Regions from separate parts of the Rattus norvegicus genome. Here all the other regions are linked to region 2. A link is a contact called in public Hi-C data. All regions are on one chromosome and are shown on one strand. Each heading gives the region's core, a stretch centred on a gene start, on an enhancer-like site or on the middle of the called end of the contact. The rest is flanking DNA. Distances are from core to core; before and after follow the strand shown. Region 1 holds the start of Taf12 (TATA-box binding protein associated factor 12). Region 2 holds the start of Sesn2 (sestrin 2). Region 3 holds the start of Rcc1 (regulator of chromosome condensation 1).

Evidence for each region. A called contact is a pair of places that touch in the nucleus more often than the background predicts.
Region 1: a Hi-C map of prefrontal cortex shows a contact between it and region 2, with 4 times the contacts expected there. The contact joins the promoter of Taf12 here to the promoter of Sesn2 in region 2. A contact is called at or near these places in 5 of 12 Hi-C or Micro-C datasets (the Rat2 cell line, frontal cortex, mammary epithelial cells and 2 more) and 1 of 1 datasets of contacts at active chromatin or transcription factors (oligodendrocytes).
Region 3: a Hi-C map of the A7r5 cell line shows a contact between it and region 2, with 2.5 times the contacts expected there. The contact joins the promoter of Rcc1 here to the promoter of Sesn2 in region 2. A contact is called at or near these places in 11 of 12 Hi-C or Micro-C datasets (the A7r5 cell line, the Rat2 cell line, Schwann cells and 7 more) and 1 of 1 datasets of contacts at active chromatin or transcription factors (oligodendrocytes).

The regions. Positions count from the first base shown.
Region 1 is chr5:149,755,467-149,760,106 of GRCr8, reverse strand. It overlaps Taf12 (TATA-box binding protein associated factor 12), which reads right to left and starts at 3,213. Exons shown (of 6, transcript NM_001115036.1): 1 at 3,138-3,213.
Region 2 is chr5:150,003,631-150,008,119 of GRCr8, reverse strand. Sesn2 (sestrin 2) reads left to right here and starts at 2,865. Exons shown (of 10, transcript NM_001109358.2): 1 at 2,865-3,254. The coding sequence starts at 3,165.
Region 3 is chr5:149,827,119-149,831,408 of GRCr8, reverse strand. It overlaps Rcc1 (regulator of chromosome condensation 1), which reads left to right and starts at 2,978. Exons shown (of 11, transcript NM_001128189.2): 1 at 2,978-3,010. LOC120103240 (small nucleolar RNA SNORA73 family) reads left to right here and starts at 2,016; the gene lies at 2,016-2,219. It overlaps LOC120103239 (small nucleolar RNA SNORA73 family), which reads left to right and starts at 1,596; the gene lies at 1,596-1,799. It also overlaps a transcript of Phactr4 not described here.

The sequences.
Region 1 (4,640 bases), core at 1,964-4,463, 250 kb after region 2:
TCATAATTTGGTATAAATAAATCCTGATCACTTTCACGCAGGCTTCTGAAAACAATATTGGAGCAGGAGATGGGTGAGTGGTTAAGAGAACTTGTTGCTTTTGCAGGGGACCTAGTTTTTGCCCCTGACATCCACACAATGGATCATAATCCAGTTCTAGGGAGACCCAATGGCCTTTTCAGGACTCTGGGAGAATCAAGCACAGAGGGACACAATCATATATCGAGGCAAAACATTCATGTGAATTTGAGGCCAGCTTGGTCTGCAGAGTTCTAAGGCAGTCAGGACTAAACAGAGACACCCTGCCTCAATGCCCCTTCCCAATAAGAAATGAACAAACAAACAAACCTTTAAAAATGGCACCAGAGGGGGTTGGGGATTTAGCTCAGTGGTAGAGCGCTTGCCTAGCAAGCGCAAAGCCCTGGGTTCGGTCCCCAGCTCCGAAAAAAAGAAAAAAGAAAAAAAAAATGGCACCAGAGGCTTTAGCTTTACAAATCCTCCCTTTGCTTTGTGGATGGTCTTTCTCGTGTGCCGGCTGTACAAGTCTCATCACCCTTAGTAAAAGTCTTAAAAACTAATAGTAGCGGCTAAGCTACCGGAAAAATAATAGCTTCAAGGATGTTAAAAACGACAATAACAAAAAAAAAAAAAAAAAAAAAAACTTTTTCAGAGGATAATTTTGGGGTTGGGTCTCTCCTTCCATCACTCAGGACTCAGAGACTGAACTGAAATCATCCCTCTTTGTGACAATCACCTCAGCAGAAGAACCACCTCACCTGATCTGCTTCTTTTTTTTTTTTTTCCTTTGAGATAAAGTCTCATGTTGACATCGAACTCCTAATTTTCCAGCCTCTACCTCCAATGTAATGGGATCACAGTCAAGCACTATGATGCTTGGCTATGTTAGCCCAAGCGTCCACATCTAGTACACACTAGCAATTAATGATGTCGCCCTAATTTTCAAAAAAATTAAATATAACCTGTTCTATTGTAGGAGTCTACAAATATTTCTCTTTCTACCTGGAATATCTATGCTTCTGTGAAAACACAGGAACTTAAGATCTCAAATACTATGGAGGTATCCTAAACGTCACAGTCCTTGACTTTAAAAGGAGTTAAGGAAGAAGCTGGGTATGATGGTGCAGCTTTGGATCCCAGGGCTCTGAAGGCAGAGGCAGGTGGCTCTCAGAGTTTGAGGCCAGCCTGGTCTACATAGCAATTTCCAGGCTAGGAGGAGCTAAATAGTTGGGGGAGGAGGGGTGTGCTTTCATTCAGTGGCAGGCTTTATAAATATTATGTATATTTTGCTCACATGCAAATTACACATGGAGGGGAGTCCACTTAGGAAAGTTCAAGACAGTTTTAGAGGCACATCTGGGGATAAGCTACTCCATACTATGCTGTTTAAGACAAACTCCTTATCCTCTATGGACATAAGACATAGTACAACATGACTAACCATACTTAACTGTGGAATTGTGATAACAAAGTAATGGAATGCTTGAAAGTGTTGAAGTTGTTCATGGTGGCACACACCTTTGATCCTAACACTCCCAAGGCAGAGACAGGAGGATTTCTTGGGGTTTGAAACCGGACTGGCCTACAGAGTGAGTTCCAGGATAGCCAGGGCTACACAGAAAAACTGTCTTAAAAAAGGAAGAAAGAAAGAAAGAAAGAGAGAGAGAGAGAGAGAGAGAGAGAGAGAGAGAGAGAGAGAAAGGAGGGAGGGAAGGAAAGAGAACAGAACAAACAAACAAAAAAAAAACCCAAAGTGATTAAGTTTTGCCCGATTCATCTGAGGAGGTTTCAGTCGTGGATCTTTATGAAGAGAAACGACAAGGTCCAAGTCACTCTTCTAAAAGCAATCCCTAGAAAATATTCTAGGTCACATTTACTTGTGAATTTCTCAACACATTTTTGAAAAGTAAGTAAAATGGGTTTCACTTAAGTTTGTTTCCTCACATTGTAACACAATGCCATAATAGGTACTAAAATATTAAAATCCATTAAAAAAATCCCTTCTGAGTTTGAGGGTAGAGATTCTAAAAGCATTTTATTCGAGTAATTTCAACCAAGCATCTCTTATTTGCTGTACATGGTAGAGGTCGGTATAACCGAATTGGCTCATAGTGATGCTAATCTTTCTTTGGCCCCTCTTTTCCTGAAATGTAAAAGAATTCAAAATGATCTTTTGCTGCCCTTCCATCTATGACAGTTTGCTTGTGATGCAGAGATCTGTGCTCCACAGGGACTGAATGGAATAGGGCTTAAGTAACATATATATATATATTTGAGTTCAACCGCTTTCAACTTTATATCTGATTCACAATAATGAAGAAAAACGAAGATGTTTTGTGTGGGTTTTCTAGATTAAGTATCTGACACAAGAAGCAGCCTAAATGCAAAAAGCCAAATAGGCAGCGCCAAGAAGTCTTCCCCCGAACATATCGTAACCCTCTGGGTACAGAGAACAGATCGCTAAATCTTTTCAACCTCTTTCCCTGGAAGGTTGATCTCCCAGCCTTCAAGGACCCCTTAGATCTTCCACTTTTAGGAGCTCGGGTCCTCACATCCCTGTCCCTTCAGAAACTCTTGAGTCTGAAAGCCCAGATCTTGTCCCCAAAGAAGACCCAGTCCTCACTGCCCATTTCTGTTCCCTTTCAAACTCAAGTCTTCTCTGCCTGCTTTTCTATCTCCAGTCCCTAAGTCTTTGCTGCCCTGTTTCTGAATCCTTAGGAGCTGGGACTTTACCGTTCTGCTTCTGTCTCTTAGGAGCCCGAGACTCGGGCTCCACTTTTACCTCTCTGGAGCCGGTGTCTTCACGCCCCGTTTCGTTCCTATCCTCGCTTCCTATAAAGTACAGGGTCTTCACCATCTGTGTCCCTCTCAGAAGGATTTCCCTCAGATGCTGCAGAACTCACATCCGTCCCCGTTTCCTAAGTCTCATTCAGAGCCCGAGTCCCCAACAGCCGCTGCTTCTGCGAGCCCGAACCCCTCAAGTCCCGTCCCAAGAGCCTGGCTCCTCACAGCCCCGTCTCTTCCACAACCTAGTTCTTCCAGCACTGACCCGCTGTGGGTCTGGGTCCTGACACCCTCCTCCCGCTCTTCATCCTCAACTGCCAGGGCCCAAGACTCACAGGCAGCAGCGTCTATCTCCCCATGATATGCGGAGACTGCCCCAGTGAAGCTTTCGTCTCAGCAGCCGGTCCGACTGCGCGGCCCTCCCCAAGCACTTCCGGCACCGCTCCCCGCCTCCAACCCGGAAACGCGCGGCTCTTCCGGCCGCCGGGCGCGCGCCTGACTAGCGCAGGCGCAGACCTTACTACAGCACGTGGTTGAGCTGTGAGCCTAGCGCCTATCTGGTCAGTTGTGTTTTCTGCTGTGTGTTGTGTGGCTGACTGGTGGACCAACTGCATCTCCTACCTCGGCGTGAATCCCTGTCCTAGATGTTTCTTTCCGACTCATATCTAGGTAACCAACGGCCTCGGAGGGCTTCCAAGTCGCCATTTTTGGTTGGTGCCTTTGTCGTGATATGAGGATGGGACCTCAGTTCGGCATAGATTTCAACTATTTGGCAGCTCGAGAACTTGGGGACTAGAGAGGCTGATTGTGCCTATTACTTAATTTCTAGCTCAATAACACTTGAACGAGAGCTGTCTGAGGAAGTGGTTAAGTCCTTCACTTGGAATGTCATGTACTAGTGGAAGAAACTTGTGTGAAATTCTACCTAAGAGATGTAGGTTCTCGACTTGAACTGAAAATTCTCACTCCAAAGCCCGGGATGGTCCAGTAACCGTTAAACCATTAAGTCCTGAGCTTTGAGTACATTTTTTGTTATTTTCCCTGTTCCAAGTGCTAGGCATGTAAGCAACACGCGGTTTTAGCCCCTGGCAAGGATTCTCAGTAAAATGGAAATCTTGCAAACCGATGTATACATGTCTAACATCTCAGCTACTAACGGTTCCCGCCCAAACAAATTCCATTCCATCTTTCCATCCTCTTCCTATTAGGCGCATCCACCCTCCCGGTCCAAAGTCCTGGATGCAAGAGCTTAGTTACCATTAAGTGGCAAACTGACTATAGTCTGATTTTTATTTTGGATTTATTTTATGCGTAAAAGTGTTTTGTCTGCATTTATATATGTATGCCATGTTCATGGCTGGTGCACAAAGAGGTCAGAAAAGGGCATCTGAAGCCTTGGAGTTGAAGTTACAGATAGTTGTGAGCCACCATGTGGCAACTGGCATTGACCATAGATCCTCTTCGAGAGTAAGAGATTCCTTAAACCACTGAGCCATCTCTCCAGCCTCAGCGTTATTTTTCTATCATGGTTCTCCTTAGAGAACAAATCAGTTGCTACTGTTGCATTCTTCCATCTTTTTTTTTTTTTTTTTTTTTGCTATGTGCTGGGTGTTTCCTGTGGGGGAAGTCAGACAAATTTGTCTTTAAGAGTTTACAGGCAAGTGCACGAGAGGTAAGAATAAGGACTGTGAGTGATGGAGGGTCCTGAGTCAATGCTCAAGACTAAGAGAGCCAGCATGGCTGAAGCTCGGTTGGGTGACAGGAAGGGACAGCTGGAAGAGGTGGGAGGGTTCTGTTCAGTGTGCAGTGAAAAGACATGGAAACTGAGGAGTGAGATG
Region 2 (4,489 bases), core at 1,616-4,115:
GTCTCCTCTGCTCTGATTCTTTTTTTTTTTTTTTTTAATTTTTTTTTTTCCCCGGAGCTGGGGACCGAACCCAGGGCCTTGCGCTTCCTAGGCAAGCGCTCGCTCTGATTCTTTAGATGCTAGGTCACAAAAGATCTAGCATTGGTGTCTTCTGATTTTCCTCCACAGAAATTATTTGCCTTATAAATGGAGCCTATAGTTTTATCTCTAAAGATCAGAAAGCCTATTTTGTTTTTTTTGTTTTGTTTTGTTTTTTGTTTCTTTTTAGTCTTTCAAGACAGGATTTCTCTAGATAGCTTTGGCTGTCGTGGAATTTGTTCTGTAGACCAGGCTGAACTTACAGAGATCCACCTGCCCCAGGCTCCTGAGTGCTGGGATTAAAGACATATATCACCAGTACCTGGCTAAAGGATTATTCTTATGAAGACAATAACTCACTGTCATTCAAAAATATGTCCTGGAGAGATGGAGGAATAGCCCAAGGGAGCACTTTGTAGCATGTACAAGACCCTGATTCAATCCCAGGACTGAAAACAAAAGTCTAATACCCCAAGCCAATGAGGGAGCGATCCAGAGATAGACGTCCTTACTGCTTTAACTGACGTTTCCCCCAGCCTCATGCAGTCAGAAGATGCTGTGCCATGGACAGTCGGTTTTACCGGAGTGTGTTCACCTCGTGCCAGTGGCTGGTATTAAAGTCCGTTAACTGGAAGGAAGGGGTGAGAGCTGTAAACACAGCAACAAAGCTACACAGGGCCGGGAGGAGGTTAAAGGTGTTAAGGAACAGAGGCAAGATGACTTTCAGCAGGGATGACGGAGGCAGCTTTGGGAGTAAGCGGCATCTCGAAGGCTTCCTTTTGGCCACCAACAGGATGAAGGCTCTAAATGCTCCCTGTCGCTTCAAGGAGTAGAACTCGCAGAGGAGTATCGAAAAGTTGAAGGATCATGGGTGTGACAGATAAGACTGAAGACGTAGCTTGAAACCTATCTTGGCAGGCCTTGAGGAGCCACCTAGAGGTTTAACTTTATCCGGTAGCTGATAAAATACTACTGAAAAAAGTTTTTACCCTGGCTACTGACATTATAGTTATTTCTGTTGGTGTGTGTGTGTGTGTGTCTTTGGGAATAGAACCCAAGGCCTTTGGGTCCTAAGTGGACACTGTAATATTCTTCATCCCACAGAGTGTATGCCTTTGTATGTTTGTTTGTTTGTTTTGGTTTTTGAGACAGGGTTTCTCTGTGTAGGCCTGGCTATCCTGGCACTCGCTTTATAGACCAGTCAGGCCTCGAACTCAGGACTCCACCTGCCTCTGCTTTCTGGGTATTGGGATTAAAGTTGTGCACCACCACTAGACTGAGAGTCTATGTTGTTTAAGGAGAAAGCTGTATCTGATATAGAACTGTTTAGTAGAGAATTAACCCAAAGAGACAGTCAGTGACCAAGGGTATATTACTAGAAGCAAACTGTGCCAGATGGCATAAAGTAGAAAAAAGAAAAAAAAAAAAGCCTAAATGTAGACACTGCGGTCAACAAATTTGTAGTAAAAAAACTTTCAGATAAGACAAATATACAGCAAACAACCACACAAGGCACATCATGGAAAGTATTAAAATCCAGAGAGAAAGGCCCAGCCCAAGACTTTAGGGAGCTCAGGAGAGTGTGGGTGAACTCCCTTCCCTTTGGAAGGCATTAGACCAAGTCAGAAGATCATCTTTTGGTATCATAAGCCTAAACTCAAGACTATTTCAGGCAGGAACTGAGAAGATTAGTCGGCTCCAGCCCAGTTCAGGACTCCTTGACTAGAATAAAGAGAAACTTAAAAGAAGAGGCCTCAAGAAAAACAGTGAAGGGTTGGGGATTTAGCTCAGTGGTAGAGCGCTTGCCTAGCAGGTGCAAGGCCCTGGGTTCGGTCCCCAGCTGGGGGGGAGAGGGGGGAGTGAAGGAGATTGCTAGAAGGGGATGGGTGAATCAGGTTTAGATGAGCTGAGGGGCTGAATGGAAGAGGTGAGAACTGAGAAGTCATGAGGGTGCATGTCTAGAAAAAGAAAAGAAGGATAAAAACAGAAACTAGAAGAGCACCCACGTTTAGGGAGTGGATGGAAAAAGAGGAGTCAGAGAGGAGTGGCCAGAGGGAGAAGAGAGAAATAGACCAAGCCAAACACCTAAGTTACAAAGTTTCCAGGAGCCGCAGGAGGGTGGAAGACTGCAGCGAAGGCACCCAAGGCAGAACAGAAGAGGGGAAATTGTAGCAACGAGGATTGCGATTAAATTTGAGATTACCAAGGGTATTTCAATGAGGGCCTTTCCAGAGACTCCACAAATAAGGTGATTTCCTTAGCCTAGTGTTTCTGAGGGTGCAGATCTCTCGAGGCCTGAGGGGACAGGGTGGTGGCTCTTGGCCTTCAAATATGCGGGTTTTGGTCTATAATTAGAACAACTGGATGTGGAACTCTCTGCAGCCCTAACCAGTCCCTCCAGGAACTGGAAAACTGAAGAACTTACTCAGAAGGGATTTCACACCTGGCTGTCTGGCCCAGCCCCGTGAAGTCCCGTTTCATCACGCAGTCCTAATGACTCCCTGGGCTGTCACTCTCATCTGGTATTGCCAGAGATCTGACTAAGTAACCCCGGCTTGCAAAAGTTTGCAGCATCTGTGCGAGGCCAACTACAGCTCCCAGAGTTCCCAGGTCCTGTCGAAGCTGATTGGAGGGACGGTTGGCTCGGGAGGGAGGTGTCGGCTCCGCCTCCCCGGGAAACAGGCATCTGATTGGCTGCTCCGTGGGACTTTTGTGTCCCCGCCCTCCCCCTGGGACCGCAGCGGGCTGACAGAGCCGGGCGAGCGCTGGCAGTTCCGTGGTGGGGATGGTGAGGAGCGCCGGCTTCGCGAGCAGCGCTGGCCACTGCGGACTTCCGAGGCACTCCGGGCCGTGAAAACCTCTGCGCCGCGGCCAATCTCAGGCCTCCAAGGCCGGCCACAGTTCTCCAAGCTGGGCTGGAAGGAGTGTCCAGCGCGGTATCGCCAGTTCTCCTCGTTCGGAGAGATACCCCGGGGATCTCGAGCTTCCCCGGCGACCCCTAGTCCGGGCCTCCTTTGCGCGCCCGCCTCAGACCCCCACGGGTGCCCGGGGCGCTGACGAGCCGCGGCCGGGTCCTGGCGCACACCATGATCGTAGCCGACTCCGAGTGCCATGGGGAGATCAAGGGCTACCTGCCGTTCACCAGGGGCGGTGTGGCCGGCCCCGGGACCCGAGAGGTAAGCAACAACCGGGCGAAGCCGCTCTCTTCCAGCCACAGACGAGCTTCGGGTTGACCCGGGCTAAGTCTGGTGCGCCCCCCGGGCTCAAGGGTCTGAGAGCACGTAAGCTAGGGCTAGGGTTGCATCAACTGCAGCCTCCGCTCTCCCTCCCTTCCCCTCCCACTGCCCTCGCTCTCCCCCCCCCCACCTCCCTAGGAGGGAGGGGGCTGCGGAGCCCTCCTTGGCTCCTTTGGACTCCTGGCCAATGAGAGGGGACGCCTTCTCGTGGCTCTTTGGGTTTGTGCTCTGGTAGAGCAAGCGTCTTCAAGTCCAGGCAAATCCCGGCCGGAGAGACCCGACCACTCCTCCTCCCCGCCCCCTTCCGCCGATTCCCTTCCTCTCGTTGGGGGCAGGCGGGCAGGGAGCTCTTTCTAGGATCGGTTTCTGGCCCTGTCGCACAGCGAAGGGAATAAAACCCCTGGGACTGGCCAGCGAAGGTCGATCCCCTTCTCCAGTCCTCACCTGCACCCCCGATCTGGAAACTGGTCCGAGTACTTTATGGGGCTGGCTGGCCGCCTGATCCTCGGCGCAGCAGCCAGAGAGAGCTGGGGGAGAAAGCGGATAACCCTTGGTCCCTACAGGCTGCTCCCTATTAAATTGTTCTGGGGGTCCTCAAAGTTTGTTTCGCTGTCTCCTCAGAGCGTAGAGCGACTTTGCAGGGAGGCAAGGTATCATGCTAGTATAAAGCCCCCCGTCTTCCTCCCAGCAGCTTCGACAGTGGACATAGTCTATCATTTATGGAGCACCTTCTAGAAGCCAGGATATAGGTCTTGTCTGAAAAAGACAGCAAATACAAACGGTACTTTTGCCCCATTTTACAGAATGAGAAAACTGAGGCCCGAAAGGGGCTAAGAGAGGCTTCTTTTCACCTAGCTCCTCATTTTTTGGCCTGTGTGTGACTAGGATCTTTGGAGAATGCTTGGTACTGCCGAAGATGCTGTTCCCTGTTGAGGTTCTAAGCTGAGAGCAGTGTGGAAGGTCTATTGCCGCGGCTGGGAATGGGTAGAGTGAGGAAATGTTATTTCTGGAGGGTTCTCCATCCAGCTGTCGGTCTGCTGCTTCTTCATATGGTTTAAGAATCTGTATGCAGAAAGGAGGCCTGGCTTCTGCCTCTTTGCTGATAACTTTTGTCTGCCTTGTGAACAATGTTGTTTTTGTTAGAGCACTGGGGCACTGAGGTAGGTGAGGGCCGG
Region 3 (4,290 bases), core at 1,729-4,228, 180 kb after region 2:
ACACCTGTGAAGAACTCAGCACACATCTCGATATATCAAGAGGACCGTGGCCAGTGTTTCTAATCAGGCTAGCCTCGATTTAATGACACCATTAATTTATTTGCCTGACACAGATCCTTACTGCATTATTGCTTGTGCATGTATGATGGTGGAGCGCTTTGTACACGTTACAGCATTTCGTGGTTTTTGTGTGCAGCCCTGCGGTTCAGGTACCTGCCCACCCAGTGATAAATATCTTAAGCATCACCATATTTTATTGTCAACATCTATATTAGTTTTATATGTCTGTATGGAAAGTGCACAAAACCGCTTTTTAAACGGGTGTGGATAAGAACCTCAAATCTTAGGCTGGTGTCTTCCCGTTGAGAATGCATGATTGTTGTTGTTTTGCTTCGTGTGTGTGTGTGTGCTTTGATGTACTTACTCCTATTTGTGCACCATGTGTCTGGGGATCCACTGAAACTGGAGTTAACAGACAGCTCAGTAGGGAGCGACGCGCTGTGAGCTCCCCTATAAGTACTGTGGGAGAGCAACCAGGAATCTTAACCACTAAGCTATCTCTCCAGTCCCCTCCATGGGAAGTTCTTAACTGTAGCCAATTCTTCGAGAGGCACCTCTGTTCTGTATCAAATGTGCCTTCCACATACAAAGTAGATTCAAGCTCTGGAATCTAGAAAGCGTTTCCTAGCTTTTTTTTTTTTTTTCATTTTGCCTATACCAGTGTATCCAGGCAGAGAGGACAAACCTCACGAGCTCATCAATTCTACGCCATCAAGACCCAAAACTTTAATAGCGCAAAAGTCTCCGATCCCAGTTGAGGTGAAACTCGACCTGAAGTAGATCCCATCAGCCTTAGCGCATTTCCAATGGCTCTAAGTGCGCGTGACATGCGCAGGCGCAGTCGGCAACAGCTGACTTCCGGAAGTTGCTTAAGGTATAAATACGGCTGCGTCGGCGAGATTCTGTCTCTTTACCGGTTTCTCTCTGGGTCTGTACTCTGTAGGTGAGTACCATATGCTGATCTCAGCTGCTGTGGGTTTTCCCTCGTGGTTCGGCACCCAGGGTTTGAGAGGAAGAGTCGCGGCTGTGCGGACTCCGCGTGGGAAGCCGGGTTCATTTGCCCAGCATGGTGTGTGGACACGTGCTTCTCGGCCTAATAACCGGCCTTCTTTCGCGGATCTCAAAGCCAGTTGGATTATTGCCTGGGAAACTAACGATGTCTACGCACTTTACTTTAAGGTTGATTCTACTTAAGAAAACAGGCTCTTTTGTTCCTGTGGTGTGATTTGGGCAGTTAGCCGCCTTCGAGCGCTCGATTTTAACTTAAAAGTCGTTGAGCCTTTTTCCCCGAATTTTATTTCTCTCCAACGTGTGGTAGCCAGATTCTGCAGTTTTCTTGTTCATTCATCTGCCATTATTCAGAGAGCCGTTCACGTAGATGTCTGAACAGTTTGGGTGGACGTGTTGTGTTCTGTTTGCATGGGGTGCCTGAGACCGATAGTTGCAGCACTCAGAAGCCAGGCGTTGTTTCGAGCTGGAGATCTGACAAGGACTATGGGACATTTTGTCAAAAGAAATGTCTTTCCCGTGACTATCCAACGTGGATACCCCGGGAGGTCACTCTCCCCGGGCTCTGTCCTAGTGGCGTACGGGAGCATAGGGTACCGCCCGATGATGTACAGTCCCTTTCCACAACGTTGGAGATGAAGCTGGGCTTCGAGTCTGCGCCTGCATATTCCTACGACTTCTCAGAGTCCTGTGGACCGTGACTGAGGAGACAAACCATGCAGGAAACAGTCTTAAATCGCAATCTGGGGGTGGGTCTGCGTACTTTAAGCGTTTAATTTACTGACGGAGTGTCTTCTATTGCAGAATTGATGAGTGATCCCAAAGAACTCATTGAGGTACGTTCTTTGTTCCGTGTGTCTAAGTTAATAGTGGTGGGACACTAATTGGGGTGTGTGTAGTCTGTATTGGTTGAGTTTGACTGATTTTTAGAGTACTAACCAGACATTCCAACGTGGATACCCCGGGAGGTCACTCTCCCCGGGCTCTGTCCTAGTGGCGTACGGGAGCATAGGGTACTGCCCGATGATGTACAGTCCCTTTCCACAACGTTGGAGATGGAGCTGGGCTTCGAGTCTGCGCCTGCATATTCCTACGACTTCTCAGAGTCCTGTGGACCGTGACTGAGGAGACAAACCATGCAGGAAACAAAAATTTAAAGGTGATAAGACTTTTGCTGTGCCGCCTTCGGGAATGTAATGTTTGTGGTATTTTTTTTCCCCCTCTTTCAGGAAAGAAGAGGATCTATCTGTACAGGTGCCTGTTGATTTACTTGATAAAAGACTTTGAGGCCTTTTAATTATATGCAGCTTGGTGAAATCTTGTCCATATTATGGCCTCATCCATTGGAAGCTGGACAAGCTTTTGTGCCTACTCAATTTTGTCTGGCAATTACATTTTCCATACAGGTTGTGTCTAGATTTGTGAAAATGAAGCATGGTTCTCCTTTTTGAGGTCCAGGAGGTTTCCCCAGGACCATGTTATATAAACTTTATATTTTTTGTTCCCATGTTCTCTGTAAGATTGTAGCCATGAGTTCAGATCCAGAATGGGTTATTCGATCCAGTTGTAATCTATGAGTCTTTGTGATATGCCTGACAAGTTTGAATTAAAGCTTTTTGAATGCCTTTTCTTGTGATTTAATGTGTGCATGCAGACGGCTACAGATGGGTTCAAGATAAACCGAGTGAATGTTTGATCCATCCAAGTACTGAAATTACATTCCTTCTGCTCTGGTGATAGTGTTGGGTGGGAAACTAGTCAAGTGAATTTGGGAGGTTAGTCCTAAGCAGTTCAACTTGGACAGTCCTAAAACTGGGTAGCCTTGTGATAGAAGGTGGACAGATCCTGAGGTCATAATGGGAAGTTGATGACTCCTTGCTGCCTGCCTCCACGGAGCAGTCAGGGCCCTCAATGATGGGGGCATTGAGGGGGCACCTCGAAGGTAGGCCTGAAGATGCTGGTATGTTTCCCTGTTCTTGGAAATAAATTGGGCCTGCAGTGGGGCAATACTTGCATCTGTGGCCCCCTCTGACAGAAAGGGTAGATGGAGCAGCATTCTCAATAGACACTAGCTAATGTTTATACTCCAGAGTGGAATCCGGTGACCTTGGGAGGTTCTGTGTGTAAGTCTGCCTTCAGCTATTTCACCTGCCCTTAAGTTTCTTGAGGACCCTGGGTAGGAATATGTACCTAGGCTTCAAGGTGCAAGAGGAATTTTTCTTGAGGTCAGAGACTAAATCTTGCATTCTGTGAGATGAGCTGCCTGGATTTAAAGTACAATTTCTGTTCCTATGCAAGCACCCTTGCTTCAGAATTGCCAACCTCCCAGTTTCAGAGGTTGTCCTCAATCACAGTTGTCTTGGTAACCTTCAAATGCCCAGCTACGTAGACATGCTTACAATTTAATGCTTAATAAGTATACAGGACTGGGGAGTGTAGCTTAATGCTTGCCTTACTGTGCATGATACCCTAAATTAACAGGAAAGGTTAGTCCCAGGCAGAGGCCATCTAGGGCTACACAGTGAGTCTTGTCTCCTAAAAATGTTGGGGAATCTTACCAGTGGTGGCTGCTCTTCCGGGGGTCTTAGGTTCAGTTCTTGCCAACCACTTGGTGCCTCAGAACTATGATGGGATCTGATGGCCTCTTGTGGCATGTCCATACATGCACACAGAACAGCTAAGATCCCAGCCAGTGTATAATAGATGGTTCCCTGTGAGTCCTGACCTGGAAATCTGTAGATCAGGTTGACTTCAGGCTCCACCTGTCTGTGCTGTAATTACAGGTGTGCCACAAACAGGGTCTTATAAAGAGATTAATGATGGGGTTAGCGGGAAGCGCAAGGCCCTGGGTTCGGTCCCCAGCTCCGAAAAAAACAAAAAAAAAAATGGGGTTAGCGATGGTTCAGTGGTTAGTGCACCTGATACATAGCAGCACCCACCTAATACCCTGGGCTCCATGAACACAGGCATGTAAATGCAGAGAGAGCATGTATGCACTTAGACACAAGTATTTAATAGCTTAATCCTGAATAGAAAATCCCGATCCCCCATCTATGATTATTGATAACTTGCTGGACTCTCCCTTTTGTCTTTCAACACAATGTTTCTGTAGCCTTAGCTATTCTGGAATTCCTTCTGTAGAGTGGGCCGGCCTCCAGCTCATAGATTTTCCCTCCTCTCCCTCCCTAAGTCTGGGATTAAAGTCTTAACCCGCCTCCTTAA